Linked DNA regions of Mus musculus: region 1 is linked to region 2. A link is a contact called in public Hi-C data. All regions are on one chromosome and are shown on one strand. The core of a region is the stretch at or near the end of the contact, and the rest is flanking DNA. Distances in the headings are between cores, read along the strand shown. Region 1 has its middle 120 kb from the start of Gm45957. Region 2 overlaps Gucy1a2 (guanylate cyclase 1, soluble, alpha 2).

Region 1 (6,528 bases), core at 3,640-6,139, 150 kb after region 2:
CCCAGGATCACAGGATCACAGAAGCTTGATTACACCAGGATTTCAGGGGCTCAGAGGCAGCTTGACTCCTAGGAACTCTGACACACCCAGAATCTCAGGTTCATAGGATGCTGGAATCACAGGATCACAGAGACAGCTGGACTCTGAGGAGTTCTGACTCAATCAAGACTAGAGGAAGGACAGGCTACAGTCACATATAGTGAGGGCAGGGAGCACTAGAGATAATCAGATGGAGCAAGACAGGTGTAAGAACATAAGCAACAAAAACAAAGGCTACATGGCACCATCAGAACATAATTCTCCCAAAATAGCAAGTCTTGAATACACCACTACATGGGAAAAGCAAGACTCAGATTTAAGGTCATTTCTCTGACAATGATAGAAGACTTTAAGAAGGATATAAATAACTCCCTTAAAGAAATACAGGAGAACTCAGGTAAAAATCCAAGAACACATCAAAATGACCATTCACCTCAGTCAAGTAGGCTTCATCTCAGGGATGCAGGAATGGTTCAATATATGGAAATCTATCAATGTAATCCACTACATAAAAAACTTGAAGAAAAGAAACATAATCATTTCATTAGATGCTGAAAAATCATTTGACAAAATTCAGTATCCATTCATTGTAAAAGTCTTGAAAAGATCAGGAATTCAAGGCTCATACCTAAACATAGTAAAAGCAATATATAGCAAACCAGTAGCCAACATCAAACTGAATGGAGAGAAACTTGAAGCAATCCCATTAAAATCAGGGACTGCCTTTTCTCTCCCTATCTAGTCAACATAGTACTTGAAGTTCTAGCTATGGAAACTAGACAAGAAAAGGAGATCAAAGGATTCAAATTGGAAAGGAAGAAGTCAAAATATCACTATTTGCATAGGATATGATACTATATTTAAGTGTCTGAAAAATTCCAACAAAGAACTCCTAAACCTGATAAACAACTTTAGCAGTATGGCCGAATATAAAATGAACTCAAACAAATCAGTAGCCTTCCCCTACTCAAAGAATAAACAGGCTGAGAAACAAATTATGGAAATGATACCCTTCACACTAGTCACAAATAATATAAAAATACCTTGGTGTGATTCTAACCAAGCAAGACAAAGATCTGTATGACAAGATCTTCAAGACTCTGAAGAAGTAAATTGAAGAAGATATCAAAAGATGCAAAGATCTCCCATGTTCGTGGATTGGGAGGATAAATATAGTAAAAATGACCATCTTGACAAAATCAATGTACAGATTCAATGAAATCCCCAACCAAATCACAAACCAATTCTTCATAGAGTTAGGAAGAGCAATTTGCAAATTCATTTGGAACAACAATAACAACAACAAAAAGAGTGAAAACTGTTCTCAACAATAAAAGAACTTCTGGGGGAAATCACCATCCCTGACCTCAAACTGCATAAAAAACTCATCCCTGACCTCAAAGTGATAAAAATTGCATGGTATTGACATAGAGACAGGCAGGTAGATCAATGGAATAGAATTGAAGACCCAGAAATGAACCCAAACACCCATGGTCATTTGATCTTTGTCAAAGGAGATAAAATCATCCAGTGGAAAAAAAGCATGTTTAACAAATGTTGCTATTTCAACTGGCAGTCAGCAAGTAAAAAAATGCAAATTGACCCATTCTTATCTTCTTGTACAAAGCTCAAGTTCAAGTGGATCAGGACCTCCCCATAAAACCAGAGACATTGAAACTTATAGAAGAGAAAGTGGGGAAGAGCCTCGAATACACGGGCACAGGGGAAAAATTCCTGAACAGAACACCAATAGCTTGTGCTATAAGATCAAGAATAGACAAATGGTACCTCATAAAATTGCAAGGCTTCTGTAAGGCTAAGGACTTTGCAATAGGACAAAACGATAACCAACAGATTGGGAAAAGATCTTTACAATGATAGAGGGTTAATATCCAATTTTATAAAGACCTCAAGAAGTTAGACTCCATAGAACCAAATAATCCTATTAAAAAATTGGGTACAGAGCTAAGCAAAGAATTTGCAACTGAGGAATATCGAATGGCTGAGACGCACCTAAAGAAATGTTCAACGTCCTTAGACATCAGAGAAATGCAATTCAAAACAATCTTGAGATTCCACCTAACACCAGTCAAAATGGCTAAAATAAAAAACTCAGGTGACAGCAGATGTTGGTAAGGATGTGAAGAAAGAGGAACACTTCTTCAATGCTGGTGGGATTGCAAACTGGTACAACCACTCTGGAAATCAGTTTAGAAGTTCCTCAGAAAACTGAACGTAGTACTACCTGATGACCCAGCTATATCACTCCTGGGAATATACCCAGAAGATGCTCCAACATTTAATAAGGATATATGACTTATGATCTACCATGTTCATGGCAGTCTTATTTATAGTATCCAGGATCTGGAAAGAACCCAGATGTCCTTCAACAGAGGAATGGATAAAGAATATGTGGTACATTTATACAATGGAGTACTACTCAGCTATTAAAAATTCATGAAATTCTAAGTCAAATGGATAGAACTAGACAATATCATCCTGAGTGAGGTGACCCAATTGCAAAAGAATACATGTGGTATGCACTCACTGATAAGTGGATATTAATACCAAAGCTCCAAATTACCTGGATAAAATTCACAGACCACATGAAGCTCAAGAAGAAGGAAGACCAAAGGGTAGGGACTTCAGTCCTTCTTAGAAGAAGAACAAAATACTCACAGGAGCAAATATGGAGGTATAGTGTTTAGCAGAGACTGAAGGAAAGCCCACCCTGAAACTATCCAACCTGGGGATTCATCCCATATATAGTTACAAAACCCAGACACCTTTGTTGATGCCAAGAAGTGCTTCTGAAAGGAGCCTCATATGGCTGTCTCCTGAGTGTCTCTGCCAGAGCCTTACAAATACAAAGGCTGATATTTGTAGTCAACCATTGGACTGAGTGTGGGGTCCCCAATAGAGGAGTTCTCTAAAAAAGGGCTGAAGGAATTGAAGGGGCTTGCAACCCCACAGTAAGAGCAACAATATCAACCAACCAGACCCCCCAGAACTCCCAGGGACTAAGCCATCAAAAAAGGAGTACCCATGGCTCCAGCTGCAAATGTAGCAGAGGATGGCCTTGTCATGCATCATTGGGAGGAGAGGTCCTTGGACCCATGAAGGCTTGATAGATGCCCTAGTGTAGGGGAATAGAGAGGTGGGAGGTGGGAATGTGTGGTTGGATGGAGGAACATCATCATAGAAGCAGGGGGAGGGAGGATGTGATAGAATGTTTTCAGGAGGGGGAGAAACCTGGAAAGGGGATAACATTTGAAATGTAAATAAAAAAAAATATTTTAAAAAAATAGAGTCAAAGCAGTCAAAATTCCTTAAAGTAGGTCTAATTCTCTGTTTTAGTTTGAAAAAGAAACAGAATTGCTGAGATCAATAATAAATACAGGTTAATATAAAGCTATTATTTCATCTGTTATCTAATATTTGATGAATCACCTTTTACAGTGTCTCAATTTTAAAGCATTTTAAAGTTTTCAGGGTCTTGACCTTATGTAGGAAGAATAGATATTATTACTGCAAGTTTCCTAATATGAAATCTGTTGCCAACTGGAATAAAATTACTTCTTACATATTGCTGTGGCTAAAAAGAAGTAAATTCATACTTCAAAGTCACATTCTTTGTTACTAAGCCAATAGCATCCCACCTAATTATTTTATACATAAAACCATTATCACTACTGACAGAAATATACACCTACTTCTTCACAGAGGAATACTGATATTTTTTATTCAGATTCCCTTTCTGCCTATCATCTAGGCTTTACTTTTCTAATTATACTTTTATTATTTTAAATTTTTATATAATTTATTCTGATCATTTTTAGTTCCCTCCACAAACTTCTTCACCACCTGAAGGCTCTATCCAATTTCTCTCTTCATCATGTTCCTAATATCTTTCTCTTTCTCCTACATCAACATATGGAGATTATGACAGTATTCACAAAACCTGTGTAAGCCCAAACAAGATGAAATTCCAGTATGGAAGTGAAAATATGGTACAAAGTCACACCCAAGCAAAGTACCTATTAATATTCCCTTGCTGCTGGGAGTGGAAAAACTGAGCTTTATTTAATGGTGCAAAGTCTGGGCAACATTTAGGGCAACCCTCCTTCCCAGGAGCAGTCTACTAGAACAAATTGTACTGCATTAATTAAAAAATAAACAGACAAACAAACAAAAAACAACACAAATCAATAACTTAAATCCATACATTTTTAACAATCGATTCATTACTTAGATGTATATTGGTTCTTATTTTTGAAAGGAAGTATGTGACTTCCAGTATGTCAATGTGACTTGAAGAATGTCAGTGAAACTGGGCTATATGCTTTGTAAAGCTAGGGACAAAATTGTTGATTTCTACCTTTAGATTCATCTTTGTAAGTTAAAAATAAAGGAATATATTTTAAAGTATTTTAATCATTTAATATATTTCCTATTTAGCAGGAACAAAAAACAAAGACAAAACAAACAAACAAACATAAACAAAAAAGAAAAATCCTGTTTAGGTATTAGAAGCAGTAAGTTTTCAATAGTAGAGGCATAAATATATGCTTAAATGTTTTCACCAACTTTGTCAACTGAAAAAAAAAAGTTATTTTGTCAGAGTACTTATCTGGCATGCAGAAAGTCATGAAATCCATCCCTAGCAACACATAAAGTGAGTTTATTGTGGATTGTTGTAGTTTCCCCAGCCTTGAAGCAGGCTGATTCAGACCTCCAGGCCACTGAGTATGAGATCACCTGGGGTGGAGCCTTCTGACTTACATGGCTCTATTGTTCTGTCACCTGCTGCTGCTCTTCTCCAAGACACTGCTACCTGCTGAGAGGCTCTTGAGACATTCCAGAGATAGCATCTGGCAGATCGCCTACAGGCTGGTAACTGGCACCTAGAATGGATCAGCAAGGGATGGGCCTCCATTCTTTATAAGCACAGACTCATAGTAAACTCTGGGGCTTTGAACAGAAACAAGTCTTGGCCTCCATTATTTCTTTCGATGTTTCCTTCCATACAGCCCCAGCTTCTCACTCAGGAACTCAATTAGCTTGGCCGCAGGCGGCTACAGGTGGTGTCCGAACAGTGACAGGAGTATGGATGGATCAACTGAGAGAACACTGTCTTAGTAGAGCTCTACAAGAAAGATTAAGAAGATGTATAAGGCACAGTGAGCAACACTTTTTTTTCATGCTAGCGCTGGCTTTAAACTTCATCTTTTCGAAATTGTTGCGGTAGGTGCAAAGGGATTCAGGCTAGACTGAGTCAGCGTTGGCCCAGTGCTTATATCAGCTAGGGGTTGATGGTGGAAAATGGGAGTGAAAAGAAAACAGGCATTTGTCCGCTGTCAGGAACTGCATCAGGCGAGAGGAGTAGGGCTTAAAATAATAAAATAAAATAAATAAAATTCAAAAAAAAAAATAGGGGGAGAGAGAGAGAGAGAGAGAGAGAGAGAGAGAGAGAGAGATCGATCAGGTGGCACATGCCTTTAATCCCAGCTCTCAGGAGGCATAGGCAGGCAGATTTTTGAGTTCGAGGCCAGCCTGGTCTACAAAGTGAGTTCCAGGACAGCCAGGGCTATACAGAGAAACCCTGTCTCGAAAAACAAAAAAACCTCCAAACGCTGACACCATTGCATACACCAGCAATTTTTTGCTGAAAGGACCCAGATATAGTGTCTCTTGTGTGACTATGCTGGGGCCTAGCAAACACAGAAGTGGATGCTCACAGTAAGCTATTGGATGGATCACAGGGCCCCCAATGGAGGAGCTAGAGAAAGTACCCAAGGAGCTGAAGGGGTCTGCAACCCTATAGGTGGAACAACAAAATGAACTACCCAGAACCCACCAGAGCTCGTGTCTCTAGCTGCATATATATCAGAAGATGGCCTAGTCGGCCATCAGTGGAGAGGCCCATTGGTCATGCAAACTTTATCTGCCTCAGTACAGGGGAACGCCAGGGCCAAGAAGTGGGAGTGGATGGGTGGGGGAGTGGGTGGGGGAGTGGGTGGGGGAGCAGGTGGAGGACTTTTGGGATAGCATTGGAAATGTAAATGAAATAAATACCTAATAATATATATATATACTTAATACTATACATTTAACAATGTAATTAAATGTATGTTAAATATATAGTAATATATATCAAATAACTTTGAAAAAAGAAAAAAGAAAAACAAAAAACCAAAACCCAAAACCCAAAAAACAAACAAACAAAAAGACAGAAGGAAACTGGATTTCAGAACTCTCCCAGCAACACAGGGAAATCTGGAGACGTCTGGCCTTCTGTCTGGCCCCTAAAGGAGACACACTTAGATTTGGTTACATCAAGTTCTCTATAATCTCTGTGTTGTTTGTGTTTGGTGCACCAAACACAAACATATGTTCATGTGTCAGTTCTCATCTGTCTTTGTTTCGTTGTATGAATGACTGTTGTTTTATGTTTTATGTTTTATGTTTCATGTTGAAAAAGAAAAATAG
Region 2 (6,724 bases), core at 529-3,028:
ATAATTATATAGTCTATGAACCTAGATTGAGTTTGGGGTTTTTCCAGTTAAAATATAAAGACAGAGAAAAATCTCTAAGGGCAATGGCTCAGAGAAACCTCAAGCACAACAGATCAGCAATTGAAAAATTGGGAGTGAAGAACCACATTGGTGCAGCAATCACACAGAGAAGAAGACATTCTTTTGCACAGCAGAGGGGAGCCTGAAAAGCAGAAAAATCCAGTCTCTTCTTGAGGGCTGAGGATTTTAAACTATTGGAAGACTTTTCATAATTTAGGCTGTTCAGTTTGAAGAAAGATGGGATAGTTGATTAACCCAGAAGTGTTGTGTTTCACATCCTGAACAGACCTTGAACTTGTTGAGCCAGCCCATCAGCAGGGGGCCTGCAGTTGGTAGAAAAAAAAATCTAATAAAGCCTTTGTTTTAAGCTGCATGGCTTTTGTCAAAAGTTAGGAGAGTGAGGAAGAAGCCAGTGGTCTTGGAAATTTGTCACCTGGGTGAGGCTCTTCTCCTTATCTGCCCACCAAGGAATTTGTCTAGTACTTAGTCTCTGAATAGTGCTGAATGTCATGATAACTTCAAATGAATTCCTTAGGGAAAAGATACCCAGAAAACAGCAGAGTGAACATTTGGGTTTATCTTTATCCTTTCCTGGAGTATAATTTTTTATTGAAAAATCAGGAAAGTTGAGGTAAAATTCTCCAATGCTGCCAAAAGTACAAGTCCTGAGAGGCATTGGTCATTTGTAATTTGTCTTGTGATTATGTTTGGATTTACTCACACAAACATTTCTTATGATACTATGTTAATATAAAGATTAAATTGATATCTCCCCACGTAGGGAACATCTAGTCCAGCAGAAACTGCTGCTGCAAGATCCCTTTGGGGTATCTTCTCTCATGAGGATATTTTGGGTGCTGACTCAACCTATCTTATCCATAAGGTCCTTCAGCTGTGGCAGGCTGGGAGGGTGTCACTGGGTGCCCACTAAGTGCTTGAGAGAGAAGTGGTATGAGCTCAGCAATGCTGCTGTAATTTTATGGTTACCAAGACTAGGATCATACCCATAGGCTGCTCTCTCGTAGCTCTTGCTGAAAGGTATCAGGAGAGGTTTCAGAGTACAGCAGTGTGAACATAGAAACCACTTCCAAAGTTTCAACTGTCGTATCATTTAACTCAACTGTAACTTTCTGGTAATGAGGCTCACAGTTTAGGACTGAATCAGTAATATCAACACCACTTTGGTGTTAGATCTTTGAATATATCAAAGTTCTGTTTTGGAGTTTGCTTCTATCTGAGCTGCCTGTGGCTGGTTCATTACCACATCACACTTGAATAGAAAGAAAGTTGCAAAGATACTGTTCATTTTTTTCAGTGCTTTGACATGAAAGAGAGGGATCAAATCAAACTAGCAAGAAATGACCACTACAAAAACTAATTCATAAATTTTGTGAAGACACAAGACACACACAAACACACACACACACACACACACACACACACACACACACACACACACAAGTAACTGCCAGCGGCCACACTAACTGGGTTCCTGAGTGGGAGGCTGGAGCCGTATGTAAGGAAACAGCGAGAGAAATAATGGAGGCCAAGACACATTTCTGTTCAAGACCCCAAAGTTCACTAAGAATCTGTGTTTATAAAGAGGGGAGGCCCATCCCCATCTATCCATTCTTGGTGCCTGTCACCAGCCTTTAGGTGATCTGCCAGATGCTGTCTCCAGAAAATCTCAAGGGCCTCTCAGCAGGTAGCAGTGTCTTGGAGAAGAGCGGTGTCAGGTGACAGAACAATAGAGCCATCTAAGTCAGAAGGTTCCACCCCAAGTGGTCTTATACTCAGGGGCAGTGAGGTCTGAATCAGCCTGCTTCAAAGCTGGGGGAGGCTCCAATTCCTCCCTAAATATTTAATAAAAATTAGCTGGACTGGGGCATAACATTTATTTATGCTCCATAGTCCTGCCTGGGAATTATGGTGGCTGGCGGCCGCACCTGTTTTGGGGACTCAGATTTTTCCATGAACTATTCTTATCCGTCAAGGAGAATATATGGACCTTGTTTGTGTTTATTTTGCACAAACATGGCTCTGTGGTGTATTATTAATAAATCATGGCCTCTTGGCATATACCTCTGTCTTAGATTGATATAGTTCAGAAATCTGGTTGCCCGACATTGGCTAACTGGCCCTCATAGTACACCTTATTCCCAAATCAGACCAAAGCCACAATATATACAAAACAACAAACAAACAAACAAAACAGGTGTGGTGGTGCATGCCTTTAATCCCAGCACTTGGGAGGCAGAGGCAGGTGGATTTCTGAATTCGAGGCCAGCCTGGTCTACAAAGTAAGGTCCAGGAGGGCTATACAAAGAAACCCTGTCTCAAAAAACAAAAACAAAGAAACAAAAAATTATGCTTCTTCATATCGATGAATTTCTGCCACCTGTGCTTGCTGGAGGAGAGGCTGCATGTTTGCTGTAGACAGGCTGTATGGCATTGACTGATCTGCTTGGAAAAACAAAGTCTAGACAGTTGAAAAACAACAAGATAAAAGCTTCTTTGGGGAAGTCCAGGTACTCTATTCAGTTGCAAATTAGCAATGATCAGGTTCAAACTCTGGCATCCTGGTGTAGGAGAGGTGGCTTTGAGAATCAACAGAAAGGCTGTTTCTCATGTAAATTCCAACTTAACTTTACTAGCTAATAAAGATTTTTAGCTATATTCATAATAGGAATATCTAATATTGGAATTATTACTACACCAGTCCAAGATTGAGTTAGAATAACTGGTGGACATTAAAGGAAAGAGAAGAATCATTATAACTCCTACTTATGACTAATTTTTTTTTAAGTCAGATTCCACGGCCTCTAATGTTCTCTGTCCCATAAGGTTAAAAAGCTTGAAGCAAGGCAGCTTAGCTTGTCCAATATGGGACAAAGGCAAGCAAGGGTGGGTCAAAAACATATACCCAAATAAGCTTTCTTGTCAACACCATCAGGGCACTCAGTGAACTCACAGCTCGGCCTGTCACATAAATCATTCTGGCAGTTGTCATGCTTCTGCAGCATTCCGTGGAGAAAACCTAAGCTTTCCTTCTTCCCCAATATAGGGTAGCTGTTCAGGATCAAGCCATATGCCAAGAAGTAGATCCTTTTCATGATTATGTCTACTTTTAAGATACTATAAGGCATTTAGTAAGTTGACATCCAAATTTTAAAAATAAAAATGTGATTTAAATAATGTGCATGGGGATATAATTACTCCCTTTTTTTGTTTTTTAAGAAGATACAGTTTTTAAAGTCCCACAATACCTTGTCTTTGAGAATTATAAAAAGTCTTAGTAGCATGGGTAACATTAAATTGTTGAGAAAACATCTCAAATACTGGCTATAAAGCCAGTTCCATTATCTGTTTTAATCTGATTTGGAACAACAAGTATATAAAAAAAATTAACATAGGCAATAGCTAACTACACTTTTAGTTGTTTCTTTTGTAGAGCAGTTGTAACTAGAAAGCTTGAAAAGGTATTAATGGCCACATGTGCTTTATTTATTTATTTATTTATTTATTTATTTATTTATTTATCAGAAATAAGAGTATCCATTTGCAGCAAGTAACTAAGTATAAGTCCCCAAGAACTAACACCATTATGTGGAAACAGGTAGAAACTGAGGACACTAAGAACGCATTTTTTACAATTTGACATGCACAGTCTCTAAAAATACCAAAATATTATCTTAAGCCATTACTATTTTGATGATGTAAAGAACGAGATTATATGGCCAATTATTTTTGTGTAAGGCCTGTAATCTGGCTGGGATATAAATCTAGCAGGGCATTGCCTTAAGAGGTCCAGGCAATCTAGGACAAATTTTTAAATGTCCAAAACCAGTCTTCTTAAAAGAACAGCATTTTTTCTTATGAGTTGTATATGCATAAACAATTGCAAATTTGAGAATTTATAGTATCTGAGGAGCAAACAATTTTAAGCAATTGTAAGTTCTGAGATATATATTGACTATTAATATACAAATTAAAGCTTGATTATTCAACATTTTACAACACTGTCTACAGCACACAATTTAATTATTTGTGTTGAAGCAGGAAGAAACTCAAACGAATAAACATGTGATCCAATTCACATATACTTTTTCCCATAGAAGGGCTGTTTTTAAATACAGTAAATGGGATGCATGCATGCATAAATTTACAGGAGATACAAAAGCATAAATAAAAACAATTTTTAACTTATCTTTAGGATAGTGATTATCAATTTTATTTAAAATGATGGTATACAATAGGCCAAATATCAATATTCTGCAATGACCAATTTAATTGCTGTTTGGAACAAGGAACAGACACTTTGTCAGGTTTTTAAGACATGATTTTTGTTATAGTTTTTCTAAAATATATGAATTTATCTTACAATTCTTATGTAGCACCAAAGCAGCCTTATAATAGGATGTTAAAACTTTTCTTTGAGGTGAAGAAAGATGATTTTACATTAATGTTTTCTTTTGCCAAAGAATTGCTGTGGGCAAATTTAATAACCATAACTAAAATAAGCAGGTAGTATTTCATTACCATTGATTATAACTGGTAACAATTATAGAAGCTTCCTTTACTTTCTGCAAAGCCTTTTGGTCTTTACTAGTTAATTTGTGTCTCTAGAGATAACATCCAACAAAGGTTTAAGTCACTTTGAGACCTTAAGGTGAGGTCTTAGCCAATTAACATCTCCTAGAAGCTTTTGAAAATAAAATTTTGAAGCAAATCAATTTTTCTTTCTTAGATTTTCTGTACCACAATTTTCTAGTATAACTAAAACCCGAAATATTATAAAGATGTTGCCTCTGACTCTTTTCTGGAGCAACAGCTACTCCCCAGAACTTTAAAGCTCACTGTGTAAGAGCAAAGATTTGAAGTAAACTTCCTTTTAGAGGAATTAGCTAATTAAATACATTCCACACTGAAAGATTCAAACTCTTAGCTTCTTGTATAGAAGCAGAGACAATAAATTTTTTCTTACATAATGTAAAGCTATATTAGCCATACCTAGAGGCAAAATTTTCCAGTGATCACCAGTTCACTAGAAGCAAACCATTTATAATTATCAGAATGCAAAGAAAAAAAACAAACTTTTCAATCTATAATAATTTTATATAAAGTAGGCAAGCCAGATTGTAATGTCTTGATAAATTCTACAGCTAGATGGAACTTTTATAAATTCTGAATTTAAGCATTATTTAGAACAACATCTGGATAGATCTGCAACAATTTTTTTTTTCTAAAAAGAAATTCCCCTGAAGGCAGGCAAGAACTTCCCTAGGCACTGTTTGCAAAACAAAAGAAAGCCACACAAGCCCTGCTGAGGCTGCTCTGAGCTTGGTATAATTGTATGGCCACAGAGAGCTTTATTAGTGCTCTAATCAGATGATTACTCGTGTAATTATCCTAATTAAAATACATAGGTGAATTAAAGATCTTAAATTTGCAATCAAACTGCAAGCTGCAATCAATGGAACATTGGCAATTTTAACTATAATTTAAGTTTTTAAATGCAACTTTAGAATATATATATAACTTTTGGTGAGCAAATCCCAATTTTAAACAATTTATCATCTTTAAACTCAATACTAGAAACATCAATATCATGTTACAAAGTTTGGCTGCCAATTTATACATATAAATGCATGACAGTGCAACTTTTAATGCTTCATTAAAGAGACATTGTTTTAAGTCTACTTTCTAGGATAAAAATTTCATAAAATATTATCTCAATTTAGAAGTATCCTAGAGGCCTAGTTTTCTGGGCTGGTTTTTACCACGTGTTGTTATTTAAAATTACTCAAATTCTGAGTTACCAATTTAAAGCTGACTTTCTTGTAACCAATGTTATACCTTTTTGATCATACCCAATAATTTATAAGCCAATATTTTATGACCAAGACATACAGAGCATATTTATACCTTTAAGACCAGTCAAAAACCAAATTAAGTGGCTCCACGAATCTTATAAATTTAGACTAATTAAATAATTTTACTTTTTATAGCTATAATTTTAAGATAATAAGCACTTTGTCAATTGCTGAACCCAATTGTAGAGAATTTTCTGGGAAAAAAACAACTATCAGATTATTTGCCTTAGAACTAAGAAGCTGCAGACTCCTTTTCTTAAAGAAAAAACAACAACAACAAAACAAACAAACAAAAAAACAAACAAACAAGAAAAAAACAGTTCTTCACCAGGAGCTTCCCTGCTGTGCGTCATTCCTGGCTACAGTGCAGGGCAAATTAAATCAGCCTTCCTTCGCTGTGTAAACTGACTAAATCAAGAGATGGAAAGCCAGCAGATAAAGTTTTAACCATTTTTCTTTTTCAACATGAAACATAAAACAACAGTCATCCATACAACAAAACAAAGACAGACATGAATTGACACATGAACATATATTGGTGCACCAAACAGAAACAACACAGAGAAGGTAGAGAACTTGATGTAACCAAATCTAAAAGTGTCTCCTGTAGGGACCAGAGAGAAGGCTGGACATCTCCGGATTCCCCTGTGTCCCTGGGAGAGTTCTGAAATCCATTTTCCTTCTCTCTTGATCTCTTTCTCTCCCTATGTGGGTTTTTTTTTTTTAATTTTACTATTTTTATTTTATTTTATTATTTTAAGCCCTAATATCTTGCCTGATGCAGTTCTTGA

What was found. Hi-C and Micro-C count contacts between places; a contact is called where the count stands out from the background.
Region 1: a contact with region 2 is called in a Hi-C map of embryonic stem cells, with 2.4 times the contacts expected there. The contact joins two enhancer-like sites. A contact is called at or near these places in 2 of 484 Hi-C or Micro-C datasets (differentiating embryonic stem cells and embryonic stem cells), 3 of 115 datasets of contacts at active chromatin or transcription factors (embryonic stem cells and stem cell-derived neural progenitor cells) and 1 of 9 other capture datasets (embryonic stem cells).

The regions. Positions count from the first base shown.
Region 1 is chr9:4,015,417-4,021,944 of GRCm38.p6, forward strand. No RefSeq gene overlaps it. Among named protein-coding and RNA genes, the nearest start is that of Gm45957, 120 kb to the right of the region's middle. Within about 2 kb of position 4,890, at least 12 of the 459 cell types and tissues checked have an H3K27ac peak or open chromatin away from gene starts, as enhancers often do. A contact at or near this core is called in differentiating embryonic stem cells and embryonic stem cells, where this site is marked.
Region 2 is chr9:3,869,628-3,876,351 of GRCm38.p6, forward strand. All of the region lies in intron 7 of Gucy1a2 (guanylate cyclase 1, soluble, alpha 2), which reads left to right. Among named protein-coding and RNA genes, the nearest start is that of Gm45957, 270 kb to the right of the region's middle. Within about 2 kb of position 1,779, at least 15 of the 459 cell types and tissues checked have an H3K27ac peak or open chromatin away from gene starts, as enhancers often do. A contact at or near this core is called in differentiating embryonic stem cells and embryonic stem cells, where this site is marked.